2 separate regions of the Zea mays genome follow, and region 2 is linked to region 1. Evidence: chromatin contacts called from public Hi-C data. All regions are on one chromosome and are shown on one strand. The core of a region is the stretch at or near the end of the contact, and the rest is flanking DNA. Distances in the headings are between cores, read along the strand shown. Region 1 holds the start of LOC100279919. Region 2 holds the start of LOC103651400 (putative exosome complex component rrp40).

Region 1 (6,635 bases), core at 1,139-3,638:
GAAAATCATCACGATAAAAAACTGAACTCTAAGACATCAATTTCTAAGGGCAGACATATCAATTTCTAATGGCAGATCCAATGCTGGAGGCTCCCACATGAGTAGAGTTTGGGGAAGACATAAACCGAGGCAAGCCTTTCCCAGCAAATGTCGAGAGACTGCTTCGAACTTACAGTCTAGTGACTCAATGAGACAACTCTCACCACTATACCAGGCCTACCCTTCTAAGACATCAGTTTCTAAAAGAAAAAAACATACCGGTATGAATGTATTTCAGTGCACGGAGCATCTGATAGAGAAAGAATTGATGATGCTCTCGGGTTAAATCATCATTTGCCTTGATGACTTGGTGGAGGTCTGTATCCATCAGCTCAAATACAACATAGATATCTTTGAAGTCCCTCCTTGATGGAGGCAGCATTATATGCTTGATCTCAACTATATCAGGATGGCGTAATAGCCGAAGCAGTTTGATCTCACGTAGGATCCGGGCAGCATCAGATAAGTGCTCAAAGATATTGTGTATTTTCTTGATTGCCACCTTGTCACCAGTATGTTGGTCAACAGCTGAGCAAACAACGCCATAACTTCCTTTGCCAATGACCTCTTGGATTTTGTATCTGTTCGCATCGCCGTATTCACTGAAGAAGTCCATCTCTGACGAACCCTGAGCAAAGTTTAACATACTGAGTTAACTCTGTTCAGCAAAGCGCTACTAATAAACAAAAAACATATAGACTTATGATCAAATGGGAGGGACCAATTCAACTGAGTAGAAATGTGGAATCTGCTTGTAGAACTAAACCCAATGTCAGATCCCAAGATTACGATGGTGTGGACAGAAGGAATAGCACTAGAGAAATTTAGATTGTTCCTTGGATGATCCTAGGGTAGTAATTGCAAGAAACAACTTTCATGAGAATAGCAGATTTCAGAAGTATAATTAGAATACTCAAGAGAACAGTGAACGAGAAAAGCCAGCTATGTGAATCTTGGCACCCAAGCTTTCTTCCTAATTCCTACCCAAATGACCACTGAAAGATTATGTCACAGCCAGGAACTGGGCACTAGTAGTTTATATTACACTACACCTACCCTCCAGCGCAAACCTTCCTTTGCCTCCAGCAATGAGCAGAGCAGGGCTGGTCAAGCGTGAAAGACAAAATGAGAAGTCGAAGAATGACCCTTTAAGTGAGGGTTCTTGCGCATAGAACCATCTCAATCAACATGCCTACTGAGTGGGCATAGAATATATCGATAAGCTAATCCGCTGGAACAGATTAATCTTTTTTTTTTCTTCAAAGGGAAAGAAGGCGAGAGAGGCCACAGAATGGATTAAGATAAACACGAACTACTCAGCGAATCTAATTCCTCATTTGCGATACCTCTAGGACCCAACTGAAACCAGCTTTTTTTTTCTGCCAAGGAGCGATTTGTATTCGACACAGTTGGAAAAGTCGCGAATGATGCCATTTCCTTTGGAGGGCAGAAAACAGAACGTGGCCCAACACCGGAAGAAGAGAGTTTCAGATATTACCAAATCCAACAGAGAACCTCCCGGTAATGATTCAGAAAGGCTCTGATCCAGGAAAACCATGAACCGAGAATTCTCTTTGGCAGGCGCACGAACCTGAACTGTGTCGACTCCACAACTCAAATTCAAATCCAAGTACAGCTCCACGCGACCGTCTTCCCGCAACGAAGACGAGGGACGATTGCGGATAAGGAAAAGAACGGCACGAGTAACAAATCCTTACGGCTGACGTGCACATCCAGGACCAGGAAAACTCGAGGCGAAGAACGCTCCTTTTTGTTTCACATGTATTTCAGAGCCGCCATCTTCTTGCAAGGTCCAAGCCGGCAGGCCAACCGATCTGAAACGCCAACAACAACCCAGACGACCGCGCGTCCACCCGCACCCCAACCACCCCCACGAGAAAGAAACCAAACTCCTACCGACGACGAGACTGCGAAACGAGAGCCCTGCCCCTCACCTTCCTCCGCTGCTGCTGCTGCTGCGGCTGCTGCTCCGGCGCCTGCATCGCTCCCCGGCCGCCGCCTCAGCGTGAGCGCTCCTCCGCCCGTGAGGCTACCAGCATTTGCCCCGGCGCGCCGCCGCATGCGACGCCCGCGCTCCCGCACGGACGAGAGTGGAGATCCCTGGCCCCTCCTCCCTACCTCCCCGTCCCAACCCGATCGAGCCCGCGACCGCGACGCTGCCCACCCGGGACGCTCGCCTCGCCCCGCGCTGAGTGAGGCCCCCGCCTCGCTCGCTGCGAGTCTGCGACTGAGCAACTCGCGGCGAGGGTGGAGGTGGGGAGCTGTGGTGGTGGTGTAGCGTCCCGCGTCCGATTCCTGATGGTGTAGCACGGTAGCAGTAGCACCGCAGCGGTGGGGGTTGGGGGCCGCGTCGCGAGGTGGCGTTAAAACGGAAGACGAGCCAAGAGGCCGAGAGCCGGATATCGGATAGATAGCGATATTATTTGTTCTATATTTATTTTATATTTGTCTTTGGATATGCATTCGTTTTCGTTGCATCGATTTTGATCCGCACTAATATCGAAATAAAAGAAGGGATCTAAGGAATAACGAAGGCTAAACTTTTTGTTTTTTTATTAGTAAAAAACTAAATGCTTTATTTGGACATAAGAAACTTGCGATATCGAGAAGATATACACCAACTAATCAATAGACAATCCATAAAGCAATTAATCATGACCAAATTTGTAAGCCCACCTGGATATTGAGCATTTAAGCATAAGAATATGATTCTTTTTCAATGAGTAGTTTTGGATAGGATAATATCGAGTTATTTTGAATAAGACTTAAATAAATATTAATGTCTTAAGTATCTAACTTTAATTGTATGGATATGGATATGGATATAGGTTAGGTACTAATCAGATACTAATAAATACTAGAAGATGGATCGGATTTCACCTATCTAATTCAAAACGAACAAACAATATGCATATTATTTTATTTAGAAGGTTGTATGATTTATAGAGACTAATTTGTAATTTCTATATTTTATTCTATTTTAGTCCCTAATTTTCCAAATAGAGAAACTAAATTTTATTTTAGTTTTAATATTTTACAATTTAGAAACTAAATTAGAATAAAATTAAGAAACTAAAAATTATTCTCTAGAAACCATTAAACCAAACAGTGTGTACAACTGTTTACCTATATAATTATTTGATATATTATTTTATATAATAGACTGTGCTCTTTATATAGTGAAGTTTAAAAATAAATATAGATATAAGTAAGATGTACGTCTCTCTCTCAAAGTCTCAAATCGACCGACCTCGTGCCGTGCGATGGATGCGCAGGGAGGCGGCTCTGGTCGGGTTCGCCTCGCCGGGCGATTCCGTGATTGCCGTCCGTGACTCTGCGGCTCCGGCTCCGGCTCAGCGCCGCCGCTACTGCAGTTTTTTTTTTCGCTTCTTTTGGTTGATGTATGGAAGCGGGGCTGTGGAGTTACGTTCCTTGGCCCCGCCATGTGATATGCGAGCCAGGACAAGCACGCCAGGCTTGTTTTGGTTGCGCACGGTACGGGCTGCGGTGCGCTGACGGGGGTCGGTGGCCGACTCCTACCGCCGAGCCTGCAGCCTGGTGTGGTGGCCGACTGGCCGCTGCGGCTGCGGATGGACGGGCAGCTTGCCCCGAGTTTTATTGGGTTTTTTTGCTGTGGATTTTGCGTTTTCGGTTTCGGGGTTTGACGTTGGCGCACCGTTTGGTTTTGGTCGGTGCGGCGGCGAGACCGGTAGCCCGGCAGGCAGAGCAGGCTGCAGCTGCAGGCCAGACGCGCTTTCTTTCAGAGCCTGCATGCCTCGCCTAGTCGCCTCGTCACTCATTTTTTTTCCGTCTGTCGCATGGGTGTGCTAGTGGACCGAATTGTTCTTCAGTATAACCGTATAGGATAGGAAGCTTCGCGTGCTTCGGGACTTGGGTGTGGACGTCTGCCTGCTGCCATGATATAGCCACGCAGTTATCGTATGGTAGTAGATCTGGGCCGCGAGCTACCTTTTCCACAGAATAATAATAATAATACGCTACCGTGGATCGGTAGGGTTCAGCCTCCGTTGCGTGCATGGCATGTGCGCGCGGCTGATCATACACGCAAGTTGTATTATTGTTTCCAGTGCAGAGGAACGCGCATCATCGCATGCATTAACTAAATCCATCGTGGATTAAGAGTTCGCGGAGCTAAGTTTTTTTTTAATTATCTCCCTTGTCATATTCTGAACATACCTAGACGTGTGTGTCATTTCACTCTCTTTGAACAATTAGTACTCCCTCCGTTTCGTTTTAGTTGTCGCTGAATAGTGCAAAATTGAACTATCCAGCAACAACTTAAAAAATGTAGGGAGTAATACAGAATCGCCAGGAGATATCCGTCCGGCGATGATCATTTTCCTCCCAATGACGACTATGCATTAATGGCAGCTGAATAATAATGTACGTACTCCCTCCAGTACAGTAAAGGTAGTCGTTTAGGACATGATTGTGCATACCAAGGAGTGATTAATTATCATAGAGTTTTCCCTGTTTGCCCCTATTAAATAAGGATATGGGTGCATTAACGTCACTAAAACAATCAAGCTTGATTGGTTGCTGCAGCAGCTCCAAGGCATTCTAGACTAGAGGTCTCAAGTTCGATTCCTCTTAAATGCATCTTTTTTTGTGCAATTACTAGGGGCAACAACGTCCAAATCCCAGACACACGCGCGCTATGACTTCTTTTTGTGCACGCTCGGTCACGCGCAGGATGACTTCTTTTACTGCACCGGAGGGAGTATGTCGCTCGGTCTCTTTTTTCTCTCCAGAAAACTAGTTGCAAATTAAATGAGAGAGCTCTCAATAATGCGTGTCACACGCGGTGCATTATTGTGAAGGCGCGGGAGAGCCAATCATCTAAACAATTATTGCACTCGTTTGATGATTGCTGAACAAAATTATTCTCACGGTGTTGTTTTCTTCGTGACCTGTTCCTGTGGTTCGGTCGGTATATATCTCCGGAACAATATGCTTACTACTACGCAAGGCACTACAAATCGCCTCCCCGCGTGTACGTATGACGGGAAAAAACAGTGACGTGGCTCATCGTCAGCCATTGGATCGGTACCGGAGGACTGAGCCACACGTCGATCGGGGTGTGCCTGTGCCTGTACGATCCGCGTTCCCAAGTTCTCTCTGCGTTTCCATCTTGTCTGAGTCGCTCGTGTGATCGTGTCCACTTGTTTAAGCACGCAACATGTGCATGTATTTGTAACGTGTGGCGTAGATGGCAGCTCAAAGTATCCGTCCACACAACACACGTACGGCCGGTGCGCGGTTTTCGTGCCTTGCATTTGCATTTTGCACAGTAGTTTGCACGCATCGTCAACTTCAATAATAATAATATTAGTAATGCAGTTTTTTCTGCGCGCGTGCTTCTCACACTCTCATAGCCAATAGCGTAGTATTGATTGCCGTGGCTTCCATGGCACAGGTTGCACCTGTTTGACATCGTCTACCGTGCGCCCCTGGTTCACATCTCTGATCTCCCGTGAGTGGATCACCGCCGCCGCACATCGTTGCACCTGTTTCGATGCCACGCACAGTACATTTTCGCTTTCGGTAAAACCTGTGCCTGTCACGTGATGGCCGGCTGGTCGGCAGGCTAGCTATCACGATTCGCCAACTTTTCCTTCTTTTCCCCCCTATCCAGTGTCACATGCACATGCTGCAGCAACGCGCCAGTAGCGAAGCGGACAAACCTGTGCACGAGCTGTCGCTCTCACTGAAAAGCGGCGTCCCCCATCTCTAGGCTCAAAGCCTCAAACCCATCCGGACCGCCCGGCGCAGTTGGTTCGCATCATCGGTTCATGAACGCGCGACCTGGACCTGGAGTGTCCGCCGCTCCTACGGTACAAGTCAGCAACTGCGAGTCTGCCTTGCTTCTCCGTCGTGCATTTGCAACAAAAAAAAAAACTGCATTCGCCGTTGATCCGCAGGCGATGCGACGGTGTGATGTGACGCGATACGATGTGATCGAGCGAGCAGCACACACAACTTCGCACGCTGAGACAGAACAGAAGAGGAAACCGTGAGGGCGCCGTTTTCCAGGTTGTTAGATAGTACTCTGTCTATATCATTAAAAATAATTAAATTTTTAATAAATAATAATATCTAGATACTATATCAACGTCATTACATTATTTATTAATTAAAAATTTTACAATATATTTATTACATGTTATAATATTTTATATTTTTTCTATAGAATTGGTTAAAGAATATAGCGTACACACGTACAGAGAAGACAGATAATAAATATGAGTAAGAGTATATATAGTGGTGTTTAATATAAAAAGTTCATGAGGTGTTTAAATAAGGTATTTGCAAAAAAAAATCGTGCAAGCGTCTCTCCGTGGAGAGATGTCTCCGACTCGTAACACAAGTAGCAACAGACGACTCAATTCTCACTGTACGACTTTATTGTCTGTTCTATCGATCTGCTACTGTACAGACACATTTACTTTTATATTTATTAATAAAGCTTCCTTTAGAATGAAGGAATTTTAGAGAAGTTATACATAAATTTCATAGGAATCAATTTATTTCCATAGAAAAAAACATATGAAACA
Region 2 (5,957 bases), core at 198-2,697, 770 kb after region 1:
CGGAATAGGGAATTAAAATCAGCTTTCCTAAATTTTGTTTTTTGATTGCACATGGAAATGAGATTTGGAATCAGAGACCTAATTCCCTGGAATTGGATTATGACTGGAAACTCCCTCTCCTAATATAGAGTCACCCCTCTTTATTCGTGGATATAGGCCACACAATTCCAAACTACAATACGGTGACATCGAAACAATAGAATTGAAATTGCATCTCATTTCAATACCATGGCTGATTCGGTATTCAACCCAGTTCAATTCCATGCCCTCCAATATCAACATGCAAACGGAGCATTAAGCATTAGTGATGGAACTTTCATTCCACTGATTCAACATACTCAGTTCACATTAGGCTAACATATTAGTTCAGGATTTTGCAGTTTTCCACAAAAAGGGACACATAATATGAATTATCTATTCAACCGACATCCTACAGCAGTGATAATAAAATACTTAACAAGTATCTTGACAAAGCGGCAGAGCCAAACCGAACTTACTCTTTTCTGTGAGTTTTCAATCCAATACTTGTTGGGTTTCAACTGCCGCAGCTTCCCAGCACTAGTCGCCTGGATGGTGTCACACTCCTACAAACCCCGTTTAATCACCAATAAGCCTCGTGCCCAAACAAACCCCATTAAACCCTAACCACTAAGTCTCACAAAAGACAACGGCTCCCACATTCCACCATGAATAGGCTTACCTGACGCAGACCCGCGCCGAGTTTAATGGTCTGGTTGTTCATCTCAGAGAGGTCCAGGACGACGTCACCAGGTACCTGACCATGGTGGGCAGTGTGAGGTGATGACCAGATCCGCACAGATAGTGCAAGTGAGAGATCAAAGTGCGGAATAGGGCTGGAAGATTTACCACGTAGTTGTCGACAAGAGGAGAGGATGCAGGCCTCCTCAACTCCATTGCAGCGAGGGTAGTAGCGCCGTGGATGGACTTGAGATTTGAGAACCACCTCCACCTATTTGAGATCAGTGAGACATCAACTGTAAAATATACATGCGAGCCTGCGAGGGACAGACAGTAGAAGCCTGGGATCTGTCCGGTACTCCGGTGGCCGGCTCCTACCTCGGAGAGTGCAGTGACGCTGACGCAGGGGCACTGGGCAGGGAGCCACGAACGCAAGGGCGGCAGGGACCAGGGTCGCTACTACTCGCTCCTCGCTGGCGGCGGCGGGTGGCGGCCGGGTGGCTGGGGCAGGGACGCAGGCGGCACCGCGGCAGGACGGGCCTGGACGGCAGGGTCGACGCCGGCGGTTGCTCGGTAGAGCCGTAGAGGAACTATGGAGAGGTCGGTGCTCGGCGGGTTGCTAATTTGCTATTGCTACTGGCGGCTGGTGGTGGCCGGCTGTCGGCCGAGAGAGATGGTGAGACTGACTCCGCGAGCGTGAGAGACTAGGGTTTCTGGGTAAATAAAGATGGATCATTGGGCCGGTCTCTGGTAAGCTGAAAATACATGTACTTTTAATTTTGGATATCTGCTAGGATCCGCGGGTGAAATATAAAAACTCGTACCCGATCCGATTTTATTACGGGTCAGGTACGAGTGAGACCAACAGGTTAAATTTCGTACCCGAATCTGACAGGTCGGATATCCGTGGATATCTGAACCCGCGGGTAAAATTGACACCGTTGTTTGCGCCTCAAATAGAGGTGTCAATGAATCCGATTTCGATTTCTATATATTAAACATGAGCGCAAAGATACCATCGATGCCGAGGTCGCGAGCGTTGAGGTGGCGAGGGCGTCAGAGGTCGCGGCCATGGCGAGGCTCAGGGCCGCCGTCGAGGCCGCGACGCTGGGTCGGGCTGCCGTGATGGCGCAGCAGACGTCTAGGTCTCTAGGAATGTGACGATCACAAATTCACAATGCCTTGTTGCTCCTCCCGCTCCTCCTCCAGCCAGTGGCGGCGTCTGGAAGCAGACTCTGCCACGTTTAGAGATGGCAATGGGTAAAAACCCGTTGGGTATTACTTGCCCAAACTCATACCCGCGAAGAAAAAATACGCCCGCTAAAAAATCCATACCCATAACGGGTATAAAATTTTGCCCAAGCCCATACCCATGCGGGTTTCGGGTACCCAACGGGTTTCCCATACCCACTAACATCAACATAAAAATAATTCATCATGTAAATGACAATCAATACATTAATAAGCTAGCATAAAGGAACAAGTGATAACTAATTTTAGCCTAAAATTTGTTACATGAAGTTTATTTGAATTAGAATATATTCAATTAATAATATTATGAGACATATTTATAAGGAATGTTAATTTTAAGGCGGGTTTTAAAAACTCATGGGTTTGCGGGTATGGGTAGTGGAAGAACAAACCCATGCCCACGTACCCCGTTGGGTTTCTATTTGAACCCATTAACAAACCTATGGGTAGAGAAATTGACCCAAACTCATACCCTAATAGAGCAAAAACCCATCGGGTTTCGGGTAGCGGGTACCCATTGCCATATCTAGCCACGTTTGCCAATAGCTTGGTCCACGCGCATGAGTTGTTCGATGTTACGTCGCAGTGGATTGCCAATGACTTTTGTCCATGCACAGGAGCTATTTGTTTGGGTAATCTGCTGTGCAACCTGGTTCGCTAAAAGTTCGTGAAGCTGCTACTTCAGATTTTTGGAACCTCTATATTTGTATCACCGAGCAAATATGGAGTAGAATCGTAGTTTATTCAGGACGTCGTAGTACCCCATGTGTCTTCTATTGAAATGTTGGTTTGTGAAGATCTTCAAGCCGGACATCGTAGTACCCCAATGTTTGGGGGGGGGTTTGTTAAGCGAGATTTATGGGGATACATGATATTTCTACGCGATTCGAGTAGTGGTGGCTTCAGCATCTTGAATGATATGCAACTCACAATAATTTGCTTTGATGGTTGTTCCTATTGACGTGGTGGAAAACCAGTTACCATTTACTATGCATGATGTTTTTATCATTGCTTGGATTATGTTCTTCTACATTACTAGCTGAATGCCCATGCGTTGCAACGGGAATATATAATACCAGTATACTACGATAACTTATATACAAAATGTGTGTTATACTGTTATGAGAAAATGTTTCAAAATTAATTTGTGATTCTGGCCATACATAAATTTTGTTATTTATAATCTATCTGTTTCACCACTACATTGCAACCATCAGTATCATGCTGACTTCGATATATGTCATGATTTGCATGGTCTCATCATTGGAGAGCACGTTTCACACATACCGGAAGAAATTCTCTCGTGCATCGTTTGTCATCAGACACGTACCACCATACGCTTTTGCTTAAACAAAAAGGCAAGTGTGTGTTTGCGAAGAAAATTAAAGGCAAGCCGGCACAAAAGCTACCCCAACGGTGGCGAGGATGACGAACTGGTTATTGTTGTCGGTCCTCCTCTGCATCACCTCTAGCGCCAAGATGACGCCACAATCCTCGATATAGTAGTCGTCGAACGCGCGCGACATACCGAGTACTGATGACTCTTGGCTGGGCTGTAAAACGAAGTGCACCCCGGGCTCATCAGCAAGGTAGTACCCCTGGCCGTTGCACCACCGGATGCGCTACTCCTCTACATACATCGTGTTCGAGGACACTCATGCAACGTCAGAAACGACCATCGTCTCAGCGCACAAGAATTCATGGCCAGTCAGTAGTGACTTACGTGGCAAGTTGGGCTTCAGGTGGACGATGAGTTGGACGACGTGATGGTGTTGTCGTCGAATGCGGTGCCCAGAACAACCCGAGAGTCGCCGACGTTGGCGACGACCACGAGGTCCCCCTGCTTGACGATGGATAGCGTGGAGCAGCCGCTGTGCACCGTGTCCAAGCGGCGGCGGCGCTGGAGCTTGTCGTACATAGCGGCACATGCGGCCACGTAGGACTTTTTCTAGAGGTCGAACTGGCAGTCGCCAAGTTTCTTCTTGTCGTCGATGAGCGACCCCAACGTGAGTGCCTCCTGCTAATGATGTTTGTTCGGGTTTCCAAGTAAGAAACATGGATTCATGTTTGGCGTTGGTTTATAAAATTGACTCACAAGTCAGATCCATGGAAAAATATTACGAAGAATAAATGTCACGCATACAAAAAAGGAATTTAAGTTGAAAACATTATTCAAACAAAAGAAATGGCATGCAAGGCTCTTCTTTAAATACTACTCCCTCTATCCAAAAATATAATTCAATAATCTCGGTGATACTTATCTACTACCACACATTGTGCAATGGTAGCAGGTGGACTTGGGGAGAGATTTAGTAGATGTGTTTTCTGTTATATATGTAGACATAAACACACATGTGGTTTAGTGGTAGCTACTGCTAGCATTTGTTTGAGAGGTTGTGGGTTCGAATCTCCTTCTGGACATGTGTGTTTTTTAAATTTTAGCTAGGCGTCGGCTGTACGGGGGAATGGGAATGGGCTTTGCGGGGAGGGAGAATGAGAATGATAGATATAGAATGGTGGCAGAACTTGGGAATGGACTGTGTGCGGGGAGGAGGGAATCGAAAAGGTAGAACACGGAATGGGCAGAACAGGGAATGACAGAACGCGGAATGGCCGACTAATATTGCAGCTTTAATAAGTAGTAGAGATTGCTCATAGTTGTGTAAGGTTTCCATGAAGTGTATTAAATGGGAGAAGTGGTTGCTAGGAGGATCTTTAGTTCTCTGCACTTAAGTTTAGTTGGTGTCACATCAGATATTTGAATGTCAATTACGAGTACTAAATATAGACTTTATTAGGCAGCTACCATCAGCTGCCTCAAAAGCCCACTGCAAACATGAAACTCACATGACTCGATTCTTAGGTTCTGACCAGTTCAATTGTCTTTTATAACTGTAGACATATTGAGCACAGACTCGCGCGAAACGCGAGCAATTTACTAGTACCATATAACCCGTGAGTTTGTTAGAGTTATTTTGCCAACTCTATTTTTCTAAGTAAAAATAAAAATAGAAATAACTCCAAATAATAGGATTACTAAACTAGCTTCCCCTATTTGGGTTAGGGAATGGGAATATTTTAGTCCTTATGGGTATAAATTTGGGAGAAATTATTCCATATTTAGTATATGGGTATTGGTATGGGAAAGTAGAACCTAATATTCATCCAGTAAAATTAGATATGTATTTCAAGGACAATAAACCCAACAATCGACCTTGCCTCTCCCAACCCTTTTAATCACTGATCCTCCCAACATCCCAACCCAGTCAACCAGCTGCCCAGCCCATCAATCCATGTGCACTTTACTTATGTTGATTTTGCATGGTTAAACATAGGGGTGAAAATAGGTCGGGTATACTCGTCGGGTATCAGATACGAATAGTATAAATACCCATTTTTGGATACAGATTCTGTATAATATAATTATAAAATCATAACTTTTACATATGAAATAGAATGAAGATAAAGTTTATATGAAAATTGTAGAGCTCGAAGAGATATATAACTTTATAGCACGTCACTTTTTTGTTTCAACACATCTTCAGGCTAAAATCATTGAAATAATGTCTAAATTTATATCAAATTAATAGACTTTACCATTTTTATGTGGGGACTTAGGTTATCTCTACGTGGGGACTTAACGTATTTTCTTAGGGCTAGTCTCGCAATATTATTGTAACACCCTGAATCTGGGGGTATAAAATTTCTTTCTAACTATCTACCAAATTCAGGTGTTACTCTTATATCTCTCTCTAGTTACTCTCTCTCTCTCTCTTTTCCTTTTGGGTAGATTTAGCTTAATTAGTGAGGGATTATTTATTTATTTTGTCAAAACAATATGAGTCATGAAATGTTGTATCATGTTGAGCTTAAATATTCTTTGTATTGTTGCACATGTTTGAATTAGTTTGAATTTGAAACTTGGTTTGAATTTGAATTAAAAACCCTAGAAAATAAAAAAGAAAAGAAATTAGAAATTCCTTGGAAAAAGAGAAAATCAATTCAAC

What was found. Hi-C and Micro-C count contacts between places; a contact is called where the count stands out from the background.
Region 2: a Hi-C map of tassel shows a contact between it and region 1, with 3 times the contacts expected there. The contact joins the promoter of LOC103651400 here to the promoter of LOC100279919 in region 1. A contact is called at or near these places in 2 of 25 Hi-C or Micro-C datasets (leaf and tassel).

The regions. Positions count from the first base shown.
Region 1 is chr3:216,725,379-216,732,013 of Zm-B73-REFERENCE-NAM-5.0, forward strand. It overlaps LOC100279919, which reads right to left and starts at 2,389. Exons shown (of 10, transcript NM_001367119.1): 1 at 1,995-2,389; 2 at 259-667. The coding sequence starts at 2,042.
Region 2 is chr3:217,493,057-217,499,013 of Zm-B73-REFERENCE-NAM-5.0, forward strand. LOC103651400 (putative exosome complex component rrp40) reads right to left here and starts at 1,448. Exons shown (of 10, transcript NM_001301497.2): 1 at 1,078-1,448; 2 at 868-970; 3 at 701-775; 4 at 498-584. The coding sequence starts at 915.